Linked DNA regions of Mus musculus: regions 2 and 3 are each linked to region 1. A link is a contact called in public HiCAR-type data. All regions are on one chromosome and are shown on one strand. The core of a region is the stretch at or near the end of the contact, and the rest is flanking DNA. Distances in the headings are between cores, read along the strand shown.

What was found. HiCAR-type assays count read pairs that join an accessible place to other places.
Region 2: a contact with region 1 is called in a HiCAR-type map of fibro-adipogenic progenitors, with 4 times the contacts expected there. The contact joins two enhancer-like sites. A contact is called at or near these places in 3 of 39 promoter capture datasets (embryonic stem cells and liver) and 3 of 115 datasets of contacts at active chromatin or transcription factors (embryonic basal ganglia, fibro-adipogenic progenitors and heart atrium).
Region 3: a contact with region 1 is called in a HiCAR-type map of fibro-adipogenic progenitors, with 6 times the contacts expected there. The contact joins two enhancer-like sites. A contact is called at or near these places in 3 of 39 promoter capture datasets (embryonic stem cells and liver), 3 of 484 Hi-C or Micro-C datasets (embryonic heart, embryonic stem cells and lens fibers), 2 of 115 datasets of contacts at active chromatin or transcription factors (bone marrow-derived macrophages and fibro-adipogenic progenitors) and 1 of 9 other capture datasets (adipose tissue).

What each region holds. Positions count from the first base shown.
Region 1 is chr3:28,142,797-28,147,542 of GRCm38.p6, reverse strand. No RefSeq gene overlaps it. Among named protein-coding and RNA genes, the nearest start is that of Gm42196, 31 kb to the left of the region's middle. Within about 2 kb of position 2,597, at least 23 of the 459 cell types and tissues checked have an H3K27ac peak or open chromatin away from gene starts, as enhancers often do. A contact at or near this core is called in fibro-adipogenic progenitors, where this site is marked.
Region 2 is chr3:28,560,120-28,564,865 of GRCm38.p6, reverse strand. Tnik (TRAF2 and NCK interacting kinase) reads right to left here. Exons shown (of 33, transcript NM_026910.1): 10 at 616-791. Among named protein-coding and RNA genes, the nearest start is that of Gm52603, 120 kb to the left of the region's middle. Within about 2 kb of position 2,000, at least 16 of the 459 cell types and tissues checked have an H3K27ac peak or open chromatin away from gene starts, as enhancers often do. A contact at or near this core is called in fibro-adipogenic progenitors, where this site is marked.
Region 3 is chr3:28,541,039-28,545,784 of GRCm38.p6, reverse strand. It overlaps Tnik (TRAF2 and NCK interacting kinase), which reads right to left. Exons shown (of 33, transcript NM_026910.1): 7 at 3,687-3,817. Among named protein-coding and RNA genes, the nearest start is that of Mir466q, 120 kb to the right of the region's middle. Within about 2 kb of position 1,969, at least 72 of the 459 cell types and tissues checked have an H3K27ac peak or open chromatin away from gene starts, as enhancers often do. A contact at or near this core is called in fibro-adipogenic progenitors, where this site is marked.

The sequences.
Region 1 (4,746 bases), core at 1,348-3,847:
CTTGCATGGTGGGTCTCTGCAAACCTGCCTTGAGAACTCAATGATAACTTTCTTGTGAATGAGAAAACATTATCCAAAGAGAGGCTCGGGAAATAACAAGTCTGGATTTGCAAGGACTTCTCTTGTTACTTCTCCTAAGTCACCAAGCATTTGCCTGAGAGTTTTCTAGAGCAATTCTAAGTCAGCCTTCATGCTTGTTGTCTGGAAAGTGGATAGCCAAATACCATGGGGAAACTGTCTCATTTTAATTTTTCATAATCCTTTAAATGAGATTTTTGACCTGACATTTAATTCCATTATCATAATGTTAACAACATTTTACATTTTAAAAATAACAACTGAGGCTTTTTAAATACCAAAGAAAGATTTAGAAAATCCACTTCTTATTGCATTACTCTATTATAAAAATAGCTCCTATTCCTTTGGATTCTGCTCCGAGCTTTATGGATGGGTCTAATGAGCCCCACATATCATTAGCTCAGGGAAGAGAGGGAAAAGATGGTAACCTTTCCGTACAGTTTATACACCCTCAGAACAACAGGCACAGCATTCTAGTACATTGAAAATCAGTAGGAAAAGGAACATAGCACCTACAGGGAAACAAGCCACTTCTAGATAAAAAAAGAATTACTATATTATAGCATCCTCCCCCAGTAGACTTCTTAGGAAAGGTGACAAACAAAAGCTGTGTATATTGGGTCTGGAGATATGGCTCAGTAGTTAAGCCCCCTTGATGTTCATGAGAGTATTGGTTCCCAGCACTCATATGGCGGTTCCAGGGGATCTGACACCTTCATCTGGTCTCTGTAGGCACCAGGCACTGGAGTCCTGGAGAGTGGCTGATCTCCAGTCTACATTGAAATCCTGAATAAGTTGTAACTTAATATTGACAGCAGCAACCGGATAGATAAACTTGCCAAAAAGAGTGAGGGCAGTCAGGCAAAAAGCAGAAGACTCCTTCTATGGCCTTTTAGCTGGCCTGCCTCCGGAAGGTGCTGCCCAGATTTGGGGTAGGTTTTCTGCTTTAAGTAATCCAAGTAAGACAACCCCTTAGAGGAGTGTCCAGCAGCTTGGGTTTTAGTTAACTCCAGAGGCAGTTGAGTTGACAGTCAAGACCGACCATTGTAGACACTCAGGTTGGTTCCGTATGCTAGCATTCGTGATTCCATATCCTAGCTTTCGTGAACAGCACTGAAGAAAAACTCAAACGCGGATACCTCTTGGGTGAGCTGTATTAGTTACTTTCTTATTGCTGTGATAAAATGCCTTGACAAGCACCACAGAGGAGAACACTGTGAATTTTGGCTATTGTTCCAGAGGGACAACGTCTGTAAAGACTGGGAAAGGCCCGGCACAGGAATGGGAAGTTGAATAGTCACATTTTCCTGCACACACAGGAAGCCAAGACAGAGAACAGGAAGTGGGACAAAGGTATCAGCTGTCCGATGCTGCCTTTTGTGATATACTTCCTCCAGCAAGACTCTGCCTTCTAAAGGTTCCATAGCCTCCCCCAAACAGCCTCACCAACTGGGAACCAAGTGTTCAAATACGTGAGCCTATGGAGAAGATTTCTCATTTAAACCACAATCCAGACTGTTTTCACAGTCTTTAGATAAACAGTGTCTCAAAAGAATGGGATTTCTGGGTTGTAGGCAGTTTTATGCTTAATTCTTTGATGAAGCCATGCATTGCTCATAATGGCTATATTAACTATCACGAGAAGGTAGATAGATGCTCATCCTACCTGATGCTATTGATGCCAGACTTCATAAGCCCTCAGCCCACCTCTGGTTGCTTGAAGCCATGCAGGGCAGATATTCTCATGTTGAAAGCATCACCCCTGGCAAGTGTCTTCCTCCTCCATACCTCTCTCTGACTCATGACAGCTGGCTGAGCTTGAGTGAGGGGACGTTCCAAAGGAACAGTGTTTGACTTTTTCTAAGTTATCTACCTCTATCTCCTCAAGGTAGAAAAGCAATGATAGCTCAAAGAAAAAGCTTCACCCATGTCTTACTTGTGAACGAACAAGTTTAATTGGGATTGTTTAGAGGGGCCAGTTATCACCACCTTGACATTTGGTCTCACCTCCCACAGAATGGCCATCAAGGATCTCTGATGGCAAGGAGTGGATCTGACAGGTGAGGTGGTTGTGAGTTCGGGCAAGCAGAGAGCACTTGCTTTCCTTGTTTTATTTTTCTTCCTTCTTTCTTCCTCCATGTTTCTTTTCTCCTTCCTTTTTCATTTTCTTCCCTCCTTCCTGTCTCATTCTCTTTATTTTTTCTCTCATCCTCTCTTGTTTTAGATTCTAATAATGTATGTTCATTAAATTTGTGAAAATTCATCAAGTTGTACGTTTATGATATATTCATTTGTTATAAGTATGTTATACATGAACAAAAAGTTTAAAAATTATGTGGGTTAGTTCAGGAAATGGGACTGGAAGCTGAATAACATGAGGCCACAGAGAAATTAAAATGTGCAAAAGGAAAAACAGAATGCTCTAATGAAATTTGTCTCTATCCATGACCTACTGTGGTGTCACAAACTACTAAGGCAGTGCCAATTTTACTTGGGCCTAGTTCTATGACTCAGTTTGGGCTGGGTTTTGCTAAGAAATCCTTTGGCTGTATTCCTAGGCAGTTTGGCAGATCTGTATGACCTTGCATGGCCTCCTCACTGCATATGGCAATGGATGCTGGCTGTCATCCCAATCTCACTCTCTACATGGCCTCTTGCTCTCACAGTGACATTGCTCTAAGACACTAGGATAGGATGCTATGGTTCTCTGGGAGTCTGGGTAAAAATGTATGGACCATCTCAGCACCAATTTACATCTGCAAAAGGCAGTCCCAAGTCTAGCACCCAAAGGGTAATGGGAAGCACTCTGATGATCTGGACAGTACATAGCCACATAAAAGCAAGAACTCTTCATCTCTTGTGGGAATCAAGATTTGGTAACTAATTCTCAATATTAGACAACATTGCATGATTTAGTTAAACATGTCTATGAGCTAGGTGTAGTCTGTGAATCTTGCTTACAATTTTTTACTAGGTAACATAATGTAAAATTATAGGAATCCCTGTTCTCGGGATAAATATATAAAGGTGGTCTGGCAATGTACCTCATAGCAATGAACTTGCTTGCATCTGTGAGTCCCTAGGCTCCATTCCCAGACACTTAAAACAAGTAGAGAAGAATTTCAGAAGTTCTCTTTCTCTCTCTCTCTCTCTCTCTCTCTCTCTCTCTCTCTCTCTCTCTCTCTCTCTCTCTCTCTAGTGAAACATCAGTTTGGACTTCTTTCCTACCATTAACAACGGCTGCAATAAACGTAGACAGAAATGTCTAGTATTTTCTTACCTCAATCACCTGTGTCTGCCTTCCTTCCAGTTTAGAGTCTCCACCTGGAGATGACTGGCATTTGATTGATATCTTATTCTACTCTCTGCTAGCTAGAAACAGAGGGCAATTCATAAATAATACAAATCAATGCCCACAGTATTGGAGCCTAGGAGGTTCTAGAGCACATGTCAACATCTGGCCAGAGTGTGCTACCTTAGGACATGGCAGCTAGGCATGAGCTCAGTCAAGGCAGGAAGAGAATATGGATTGAATAGGTTGACTTAATGACTGTTCTTGTTAGTGACCTGCTTTTTGGTAATGGCATCAATTCATTCATGTCAGAGCACTGATGGCTTAACAACCTCTTCAGTAAGGTTCCATCTCTTCATGTTGGTTCAACGTAAGCTTGGAGGGAACCTTCTTGTACCTCTATGTAGAAGGGAGCTGAAAGGGGAGCAAAGGGTAGACTACAAGGACTGTAGCACAGTTGAATGAATGACCGTGTGACATGCTGAGATGAGGCTATAGCCCAGAAAGCCCCTAATGTGCATTGACACCACTGGGGTGGTGATTGTGTCTTTGCCTGATATCCTCAGAGAATCTTACTCCTCATACTCCAATCTTGGATATTCTCTCCATATGCATGCAGTTGCCTCTTATTCTGGGCACTGTTACTGAGAATGGAAATTATTCCACACTTATTTGCTAAGCTAAGCACAGGGAAGTAGATACCCTGGTCTGGCTCATTCACTGGAGTACCCACAGCACCATGATGGCATATTGATCAATGTCTTCATTCAACATCATATTCATCTGTGGTGGTTTGAATATGCTTGGCCCAAGGAGTGGCACTATTAGGAGGTGTGACCTTGTTGGGCTAGGTATGGCCTTCTTGGAGTAGGTGTGGCCTTGCTGGAGAAAGTGTGTCACTGTGGGGGTGGGCTTTGAGACTTTCCTCCTAGCTGCCTATAAGGTAGTCTTCTCCTGACTTCCTTCACATCAAGATGTAGAACTTTCAACTCCTCCAGCACCATGTCTTCCTGGACACTGCCATGATTCCTGCCATGATGATAATGTACTGAACCTTTAACCTGTAAGCCAGCCTTAATTAAATGTTGTCCTTTATAAGACTTGCCTTGGTCATGGTGTCTCTTCACAGCAATGGAAACCTTAACTAAGACATCATCTTTAAAGATTTATTTTAAAAGGATTAGTGGCGCACGCCTTTAATCCCAGCACTCAGGAGGCAGAGGCAGACGGATTTCTGAGTTCGAGGCCAACCTGGTCTACAGAGTGAGTTCCAGGACAGCCAGAGCTACACAGAGAAACCCTGTCTCGAAAAACCAAAATAAATAAATAAATAAATAAATAAATAAAAGGATTAGGATTAGAGTTAGTTAATATGT
Region 2 (4,746 bases), core at 751-3,250, 420 kb before region 1:
GCTTGGGCACAGTCCCAACGTGTCACATCTGTGCTCCCGTGCTTTCCATGACACAGGGAAGAGTGTACAGGAGAGGAATGTGTACATCTATTAAATGAGGAAGTGCATTCAGGGACCTTCAGACTGAACTCTGATGCCACACTGCTAGCTTGGCAACCCAGGGACCTTTTTACATCTACTAACGCTGTAAGAAATTCTTTTCTGACTTCTAAACAACAGGATCAAGTCTTGGAGCATAGAACGTCAATGCAGGAGATGCCAATCAATGCAGGGGATGCCAATCAGATGATGTCTTTAGGTTGGCTGACATGTGTAGATGTCACTCTTTGGAACATGAATATTCATTTGAAGTCACTTGTCGTCTACAGTGCTTCATAGTATCACCCATCATGGCTTTGTTTGGTGCCTAAAAGAAATATGGCTCACAGGTCGAATTTTTCCAAGGAGATTGGTAATTTCTTTTCACTCATTCCCCCGGCTCTGACCTAACAGGCAGATTTCACACGAAAGAATAATGCAGCCTATGAGGAACTCTCCAGTCACCTCCAAATATACCAAGAGCCCACAGTGAACTGCCTTTTGTTTCTTGCTCTGAAATACAAACAGGCAACTAACCTTTTTCTCCTCGCTTCTTCTTTGTTCGATCAATGTGGTCCTTCAGCTGGATGCGGACCTGCCTCTCATTAGGTTGGTCTCGTATGAATGGGTGCTTCATCAACTGCTCCGTGGCTGGCCGCTGGCTGTGATTCTTTACCAAGCAGCTCTCGATAAATGACTGGAATTTTTTTGACCTGCCAGACAAAAGAGATGAATTCACTGATAGAATGCTAACCTAAAAGAAAAGCAAATAAATACACCTTTTGAAATGTGACCAGAGAGAGAGAGAGAGAGAGAGAGAGAGAGAGAGAGAGAGAATGGTCCATCTGATGAGCACGGGGAACCAACAAATCACAGATCATCTCTCAGCCTATCAGCACAGTGAAGTTCGAGGGTGTGACCACCATTGACATAGACACAAGATAACATACAGTAGTTATACACATGGAAACGTTTCCATACTGGAACACAAGCTTGCACAGAAGGAACCAAGAGGACAATGACCTGTGAAGGGAAGAAGACAGGCAAGCACTCTAGAGTGAGGCAACTGAGGCTTTACAGACTCGGGAGGACCACATTCTCAGTGTGAAGAGGGTGACTCAGACGGGTGCCGAGTCAGTATAATCAGGGAGTTGGGAGTACTATACGCCAGGGAACACTACAGTGAGCAGCGTCCATCAGGCATGAAACACCAGCCAGAGTGTGGAAAACAGAGGAAGGAGGGGTGAGGCAGCTGCCTCATGGAAATGAACAAGATTCTCATATGATAAAAAGAACACAGATCGGAGTAATTTTGTTTGTTTTGTTTTGCTTTGCTTTGCTTTGCTTTGCTTTGCTTTGCTTTGCTTTGCTTTGTTTTGTTTTGTTTTGTTTCTTGAGAAAGGGTTTCTCTGTGTAACAGTCCTGGCTGTCCTGGAACTCTCTTTGCAGACCATGCTGGCCTTGAGCTCAGAGATCTGCTTGCCTTTGCCTCCTAAGTACTCGGATTAAAAGTGTGCACCACCACACCTGCCTGGGCCAAATGTCTAAATAGCAACCTTACAGTTGCTTCTGAATTCTGTTTTCTAGTCGACGATGAGGGAAAGATGGCCACCAAGATAAGGACTTGGAGATTTAGCTGTGGTATTTTAGCTCCTACACTTAACTAATCCCCACTCCCCTGAAGGCCCAATTTCTTTCTAGATAAAGCCTATGCTAAAGTGTTCTGGAAGCTGGGAAGCCCTGGAGGCAGATACCACAGCAGCCAGGGCAGGCAGGGCCACAGTGCAGCAGCAGTTACTGTGGACTTTAGCCTGGATTTATGGATAGAGCATGTGTGTCCTTGCTGAAAGTTCCAAGAAGTTATCCAGAGTTGGAAGTAATTAACTTCCCAGCTTCCCAGTGTGTGTGCCTTTCCAAGGCTCGCCACAGGGACCTCAGTGATTCTCCACCCAAGATCTCAGTGGAACCCCAGACAACGGAGCGCCCTGCCTACTCTGAAGGGAGCCAGGTTTTGCTCTCTGTTGCCCTCTTGTGGATGTACTATGGATTTCCCCCCATCCATCCACCTCCAAAAGAAGACTTTGTCATATTCCCTGACAGGAGCGTTTCCCAGAAACATATGTATTTCAGGGTTGAGGAAGTATCTTCATCGCATAGAACCCCATGAGCGGCGTGTCTTCCAGCATCCAAGGTCAAGAGAGGGTTGGGGAGAAGGCTCAGCAGGTAAGGTCATGTACAAACGTGACAACCTGGGTTCAATCCCAGACCCAAGTCAGAAGGCTGTGGGACTGTTAGCATCTGTTATCCTAGTCCCCAAAGGGAGACTTAAGGAAGTCTGGAGGCTCAGGGACAGCCATCTTGGAGTACATAGCAAGGCAGAAGCATCAAGAGAGACCCTGCATCGACAAGATGGAAGGAGAGAACCAACTCCTGACAGTTGTCCTCTGATCTCTATGTCTGTACTGTAACATGTGCTTGACTGCACACACACATACATACACGCACATAGACACACACACACACAGACACAGACACACACATACAGACAGACATACAGATATACAGAGAGAATAAATAAATAGTTAATATATATTATATGTGTACATAAAATAATGCAAGAAAGGGAGCGATTTGTTGCAAGGAGTAGTATGATTCTCTTTCCCAAACCAATCAACTAAAAAGAAAAAAGTGGGATAAATGACTCATCTAAGGAATGAACTGGAAACTATATGACAGGAACCTCAAAACAACATCGGCAAACCTGGCAAATGCCATGTGCTGCTCTGAGTAAGAAACCAGCATCAAAACCATTGAAAACCAGACTAACGTAAGACAGCTATAAAATATTCACAGGGAACATGAGTGCTCTCTCACTGGCGGCTAGGAGGGAGTGCTGATTTTTTATTGTAAAGTGCTCCACTATTAATTAGAGGGTGATAAATAAAAGCAATCACATCCAATTTGAAAAATGAGATCCAGACCTCAATAGACTGTGCATTCGTTTTTCAAACACTGACATGTAAAAACAAAACAACCAAAAAAAAAAAAAAAAAAAAAAGAGCCAGAAAAACCTTAAACTCTACGGGCAGAACAGTGCTCCAGCAGTGTTCCATTAAAAGAACTGGCTACAAGATCTCCCTTTTCAGAGCTCTGCTGGAGGGAACGACCTCTGTCCAAAGGACAGAGATAAGGCACAGAGCTTGCAGAGCCAGTAATACGTCTCTATCCTTTTTATAGGCATCATTTGAAGAGAAAATGTTGCTCACTTAAAACATACCCTCAAGTCTAGTGTGCTGGCACATTCCCATACTCCTAGCAACTTGGAAGGTTGAGGCAGGAGGATCACCATGAGTTTGAGGCTATAAGTTATATAGTGAATTTGGGGACAACCTGGACTACATAGCAGGGCCCCATTTCCACCAAGAATGACCCCAAAACAAACTCCCATGTCTTTAAAGAAGTGCTCACTTATTTTCTAAGTTGCTGTGACCAAGGAATCAATATGTTTAATTGCACATTTAATTACAAGTGAAAGAACTTCATGGAAGTTGAATACCTGTTTGCTCAGTATTTCGGTGGCTTAAAAGTAAATTTGTGGTACTGCTGGTAACTTAGCTTTGTCTCTTAGAATACAAAAAGATAACAACTTCCGGGAATGTTATCAATATAGCCTATGCTTGATGCTCACAGTCTGAGGAGGTGACAGAGTCACCCTGGTTACACAGTGAAGTTGGTTACTTTAGCCATTGTGATCAGGAGGGATGGATGCTTTGGATAGACATGATATCCATACAGGTAATTTTGGCATTGAAAATCTCTTTTAGTTTTCACAACTAGCCCCTTTCTCTGCCTTGGGCTTCATCGCTTGTGTGGCTCAGGGCAAATGACTTCTCTGCGCCCTCTTCCCTGGCTACAAATATAGATGCCTACAGTGCATACATTAAAACACTGCTGTATCAATTAAACATGTTAATTCATTTTAAATGCCTCTTGTGATTAGTGCTGACATGACCATGGGGACACTTGACCATTCTCTGACCATCACTACACTCAAGGAAGAAAAAAAATCCTTTCTTAAGGATTGTGACATGGAAATCAAACATTGCTCCCCCCGCATACTTCTGCTAAGTAAAATGGGCACCACTGAGCAGTGTTCAGTGGCAGAGTTTGAAAGATGACTTTGTCATTATGGGAACATCATAGAACCTATCTGCTCCTGCCAACATGGCTGCAGAGGCACCAGGTGGTTCAGTCTTAAGGCACCACTGTCATACATGGAGTCCATTGCTAACCCGAATTTTATTATGTAGCAGGTGGCTGCACAGCATTGTTTAAAGGGATTGCTGTAGATGGATTTGGGGAAGCAGAACAGAACAGGTTAATTTAAAAAAACTCATGCTTCAGTTTGGGTTTTGATTTTGGTGAAGTATACAGTCACAGTACAAACTAACCAGTTCAATGTATCTCAAATATTTTGTGACATCTACTTTATATCATCATTATTTTCATTTGGCACACACACTCACACACACACACACACACACTCACACACACACACACACGCACGCACGCACGCACGCACGCACGCCTACAGCCCTATAGCCCTACAGCCCTACCTTTGTTCTATCTCAAAACTAAAGTGCCTAACAGCAGGCATGGAACTCTAAA
Region 3 (4,746 bases), core at 720-3,219, 400 kb before region 1:
CACACACACACACACACACACACACACACACACTCATGCGCATGTGGGTGCACACACACATACACAAACATACACAGACACACACAGACACACACACAGTGGGAGTTCATTAAGTACACACCCAGAGTGATTGATTAGATACTTTCAAAGTCAACTTGCTGTCAAGTAGTCTCCTGCTGACAGACCACATTCCTGGGCACAAGGTAAAATAGAGTAATGGAGAGGCTGTAAAGATCTCCATCTTCTCTGGTTCTGAGTAAAATCATGAAGTCATCAAAATAAAATCCCTGCCACTCCCCAGTATTCCTTTCTACTTCATCCTTTCCATCAGCTCTTCGGACAAGCTGCTTTTCCTCTTGACGGGTGAAGAGCACAAATCACAGCCTAGGCATGGAGTTTTCTTTGAACAACTTATGTGCATAGCTATCTTTATAAAGAAGTTCACAGTACAGTCTAAATGACTGACATTGTTGGACCTGTTTTCTCTGTGAGGACCCTTTTAAGACTTCTTTTTGTAAAAAAAAAAAATTATTCTTACATATTGGTATCACATCATCTCTAAACAGAATTTCTTAGCAGTTGTCTGAGGAAAGAAGTCCAAGATTTGAACTCAATTCCAAGCTCTGGATTGGCCAAAGGGAAAAGCTTATTCTAGGTACTCTCCTAAAAACAAATCAGCCACAGAGGTCTTGTCTATTCTTCAAACAAATACACTGCACATAAATATAGCCCACTTAAAAGATTAAGTCAGGGGTGAAAATCTAGACACTCTGGTTCTTCCTTGTATAACTAGTCTTATTTTAAAATTTAGTTTTATTTATTTATGTGTATTGGTATTTTCTGCATGTTGTTTCTGTGCACCATGTGTGTGCCTGGTGCCCTGGGAGGTCAGAAGAGGACACTGGGTCCTTTAAAATTCGAGTTAAAGATGGGTGAGATGCACCACGTGGATTCTGGTATTTTGAACCCTTGGGTCTTCCAAGAGCAACAAGTGCTCTTAACCTCTGAACCAACCCTCCAGTTCCCTCCTGGTATATTTTGAAGTGCTTCAAATTATCTATGGCACAGATGTAAACTAGTTAACACGTGTTAAATACGACCACAGTTTGAAGAGTTGCTTACAGCCAATTAAAATATGCATATCTCGTCTGGGATATATATTTTGTAGTGCATCCTCTCTCGGATTTGCAAATGGAATTATTCAAATGTGCTGATCATTAGCAGTTTAAATAAATGACATTTATTTTGGCAGGGGATTAATTTTTAACGAGGCAGCTGCTCTCAGACAGATTGCCGTCAGGTCATTAGAGGGACTAACTTTGAGGGAAGAAGGGTGATTATTATGTTTTCGAGCTTGCATTTCTCTAAAGAGGCGAATGATTTCATCAATGCTCGGAGACACTGGCTCTCAAAGACTTCAGTGTTTGCATGGAGCTCACCTGATTAAAAACAGTAACCAAATGGGGAGAAGTAAGTGAACTTTAAGAGAGAAATTCCTCAAATGTACTATTTGGATGAGAAATATGAGATTTATACAGAAGCTAGGCAACTACCACACAAGACGAGGCTGCAATAAAAAAGAACCCCACAGATTCTTTTCATAGAGAGGCCCTTTTGATGCTGACTTATCTTAATTTTTTTAACATAGTCATTTAAAAAGGCAAATCAGACCAATCAAATAATAATATAATACAGAACACACAAATCCACAAGAGACCCTCCTTTGCAGGGTGGGACAAGTGACTACCGAGATTTGAGCAGAGTTGGGAGACTCATGTTCAAGTTGAAGTTCAGAGAATGTCACCAACTGGGTATGCACCTGTGAAGACCTGGCCCCAGTTTCCCCCTTTGTAGGATTTTGAGGGAAGGTCCTTGAGCTAACAAAGCAAACCCAGGTAGTATCGCCTTTTGCCCACAGGGTGTCTCTCTGCCTAGTGCCTAGCCTGAGAACTCTGAACTGGCCCTAGCTCTCACTGTCCACAGTTTCACTTTCTCTTAACAGGGATTTATGCAGCAGCAATGTCACCAGACGCTGCAGCTCTTGAGGGGCTTTATGACTGTGACTCGTGTCACTGTGTTGGGATGAATGAAGGAGGGCTGCCGGGAGAAGCTTACTGAATGTGACAAGGGATCCATCAAAATTCTGTGAGATGCCAAGTCACACTAGAGGAAAGCCAAGGCATAGACCTACATTCTACTCCATCTCTCCTACAGAGAAGAAACTACGAAGTATCTACAGTGAGCCCGTAGAAACGAGGAACTTGCTGCCATTTAACTATAAAAAGATGCCCCCGATATTTGTATTTTGGTTTAACATAGGAAGCCTTGAGAATATTAGCTTGGGCGTGGAATAAATAGGTTGACCAGTATACGCTGTGTTCTTGTTTGGTAGAAGCAAGGAGTTCCTCAGTGCTGTGGCACAGAAGCCACAGAGAGTTACAATAGTGTGCAGCCCATTTGAGAAAGCTAGAAGACCTTTGTGACTGAGCATGGGTGTGCAGGCATATGTGTGTCTGCACCTTCATGGGTCGGACAGATGTCAGTCTTGGCTATTATTTCTCTGAAGCCTTGAATTTTGATACAGGGTCAGTCATTGGCTTGGACCTTGCTAGGCTGGCTGGCTAGAAAGGCTGGGATTCTCCTCAGAGCTGGGACTACGAGCCTGCATCACCATGACTGCCTTCTGTGTGGCTTCGGGAAGACTCACTCAGGGCCTTCTGCTTCAGAAGCAGGTACTTTGCCAACTGAGCTATCTCTTCAGGCCCTCTGAAACTTTCCACTTTAAAAGATGATGTTTAGACAAATATATTAATCCTGATTTAAATATTGTGCATATATAGAAGTAATGCCTGAAACCCCTTTCGTATGCACAGATGGAATATTTTTCTTTCTATAACATATTTTTTATCCACTTTACATCTGAATCACAGCTTCCTACTCCTTCCTTTCCTCCCAGTCCCGCTCTTACAAATCCCTCCCCCATTACTCCCTCTCCCTCTCCAAGAAGAAGGGGAAGCCCCACCTTGGGTACTGACCCAGCTTGGGTACCACCCCACCCTGGGACATCTAGTCCCAGCAGGGCTAAGCACATCCTCTCACTGAGGCCCAACCAGGCAGTCCTGTTAGGGGAAAGGGATCCAATGGCAGGCAACAGAGTCAGAGGCAGTCCCCTCTCCAATTGTTAGGGGACCCACATGAAGACCAAGCTGCACATCTGCTACAAATGTGTATTGTGAGTACAAATGTGAGTACAAATGTGAGTTCCTATGCTAACTTTGATCAGTAATGGAGTGTGACCTGAGAGTTGTGAGCTGAATAATTTTATGCATCATTAAAAATGAATCAAAAGACTTATTAGATGAAAAAGGATAAAAATAAGAATATAAATATTGCCAAAACGAAACTATAACCAACAACACAAACCTGCTCTATTTCTCAAGAGTAAGAAGAATACATTCAAAAGCATAGAAAATAATTTCAATATCATTTTGTAAGTAGGAAACCAAATACTGTGGGTAAATTCATTATGAAACAGTTATTACTTGAGTATCTTACAATCTTAGATCCAGATACCATTTTTCAAATCTCCTTTTGTGTAAGCCACATGCAGGTGCCTGTGAGGATCATCCCCTGAAAAACTGAGGACAAGGGGCTGGACATGGCTTCACAGCCCAACCAACTCATACCTTGAAATCATATGTGGCATCCGGGTTCTCATCACAGGCAATGACTTCTGGTGCCATCCAGTAGGGAGTCCCGATGAACGTGTTCCTCCTGCCCACAGTTCGGTCAAGCTGGGCACTCACTCCAAAATCCACTAATGAGAAGACAGTTGAATAAATTAGAACCTCAGATTGGATGTGAGGGTAAAATGAATGTGCGTTCTTCAGGCAGTAAAGTGTATCTATAACATAAATGTTATGATTTCATCTGGTTTATTCTGTATAGAGATATCACTATGTTTATCACTGCATAGAGAAGAAACTCAGTTGAGATAAACATCTCCATCATGTTGCCTGTAGGCAAGTCTGTAGGGGATTTTCTTGATAGATGATTATGGAGGGACCTAGCCCATTGCGGGTGGAACCATCCCTGGACAGGCAGTCATGAGGAGGATAAAAATGCAAACTAGGCAAGTAGCACGGAGCAAGCCAGTAAGCAGCACTCCTCCATGGCCTCTGCTTCAGCTCCTGCCTCCAGGTTCCTGCCTTGAGTTCCTATGCTGACTTTGATCAGTAATGGAGTGTGACCTGAGAGTTGTGAGCTGAAATAAATCCTTCCCTTAACCCATTTCCTTTGGCCATGATGTTTTATTACAGCAAGAGTAACTTTATTAGGAGAGATTTTATCCACTTTTATGCACATTTTCTGGGCCCAGTAAAGCCTTTAAGATGGCATCATTCTCACCCCATCCATCCCCGGAACATTTTCATCTTCTGCCAGCGAGGTTCTATACCATTGAGCATTAACAACCTATGTCCCACACATTACCCAGTCATCCTCCTGCTCCCATCCCTAGGACACTCCCCTCTCCTGTAAAAGCAAAATTATACAGAATACATCTTATTTCACATAACATAAGGCCCTCAGAGTTCAGTCAGGCTGTAACGTATGTCACAGTTTTCTTCCTTTTTAATGCTGGATAATTTTCCACTAAATTTCCATTTCTACATTTTATCTTTTCCTCTGGTGATGGGCATTTGGGTCCCTTCTACCATTTCTATAACTCGAATGCCTACTTTTAAA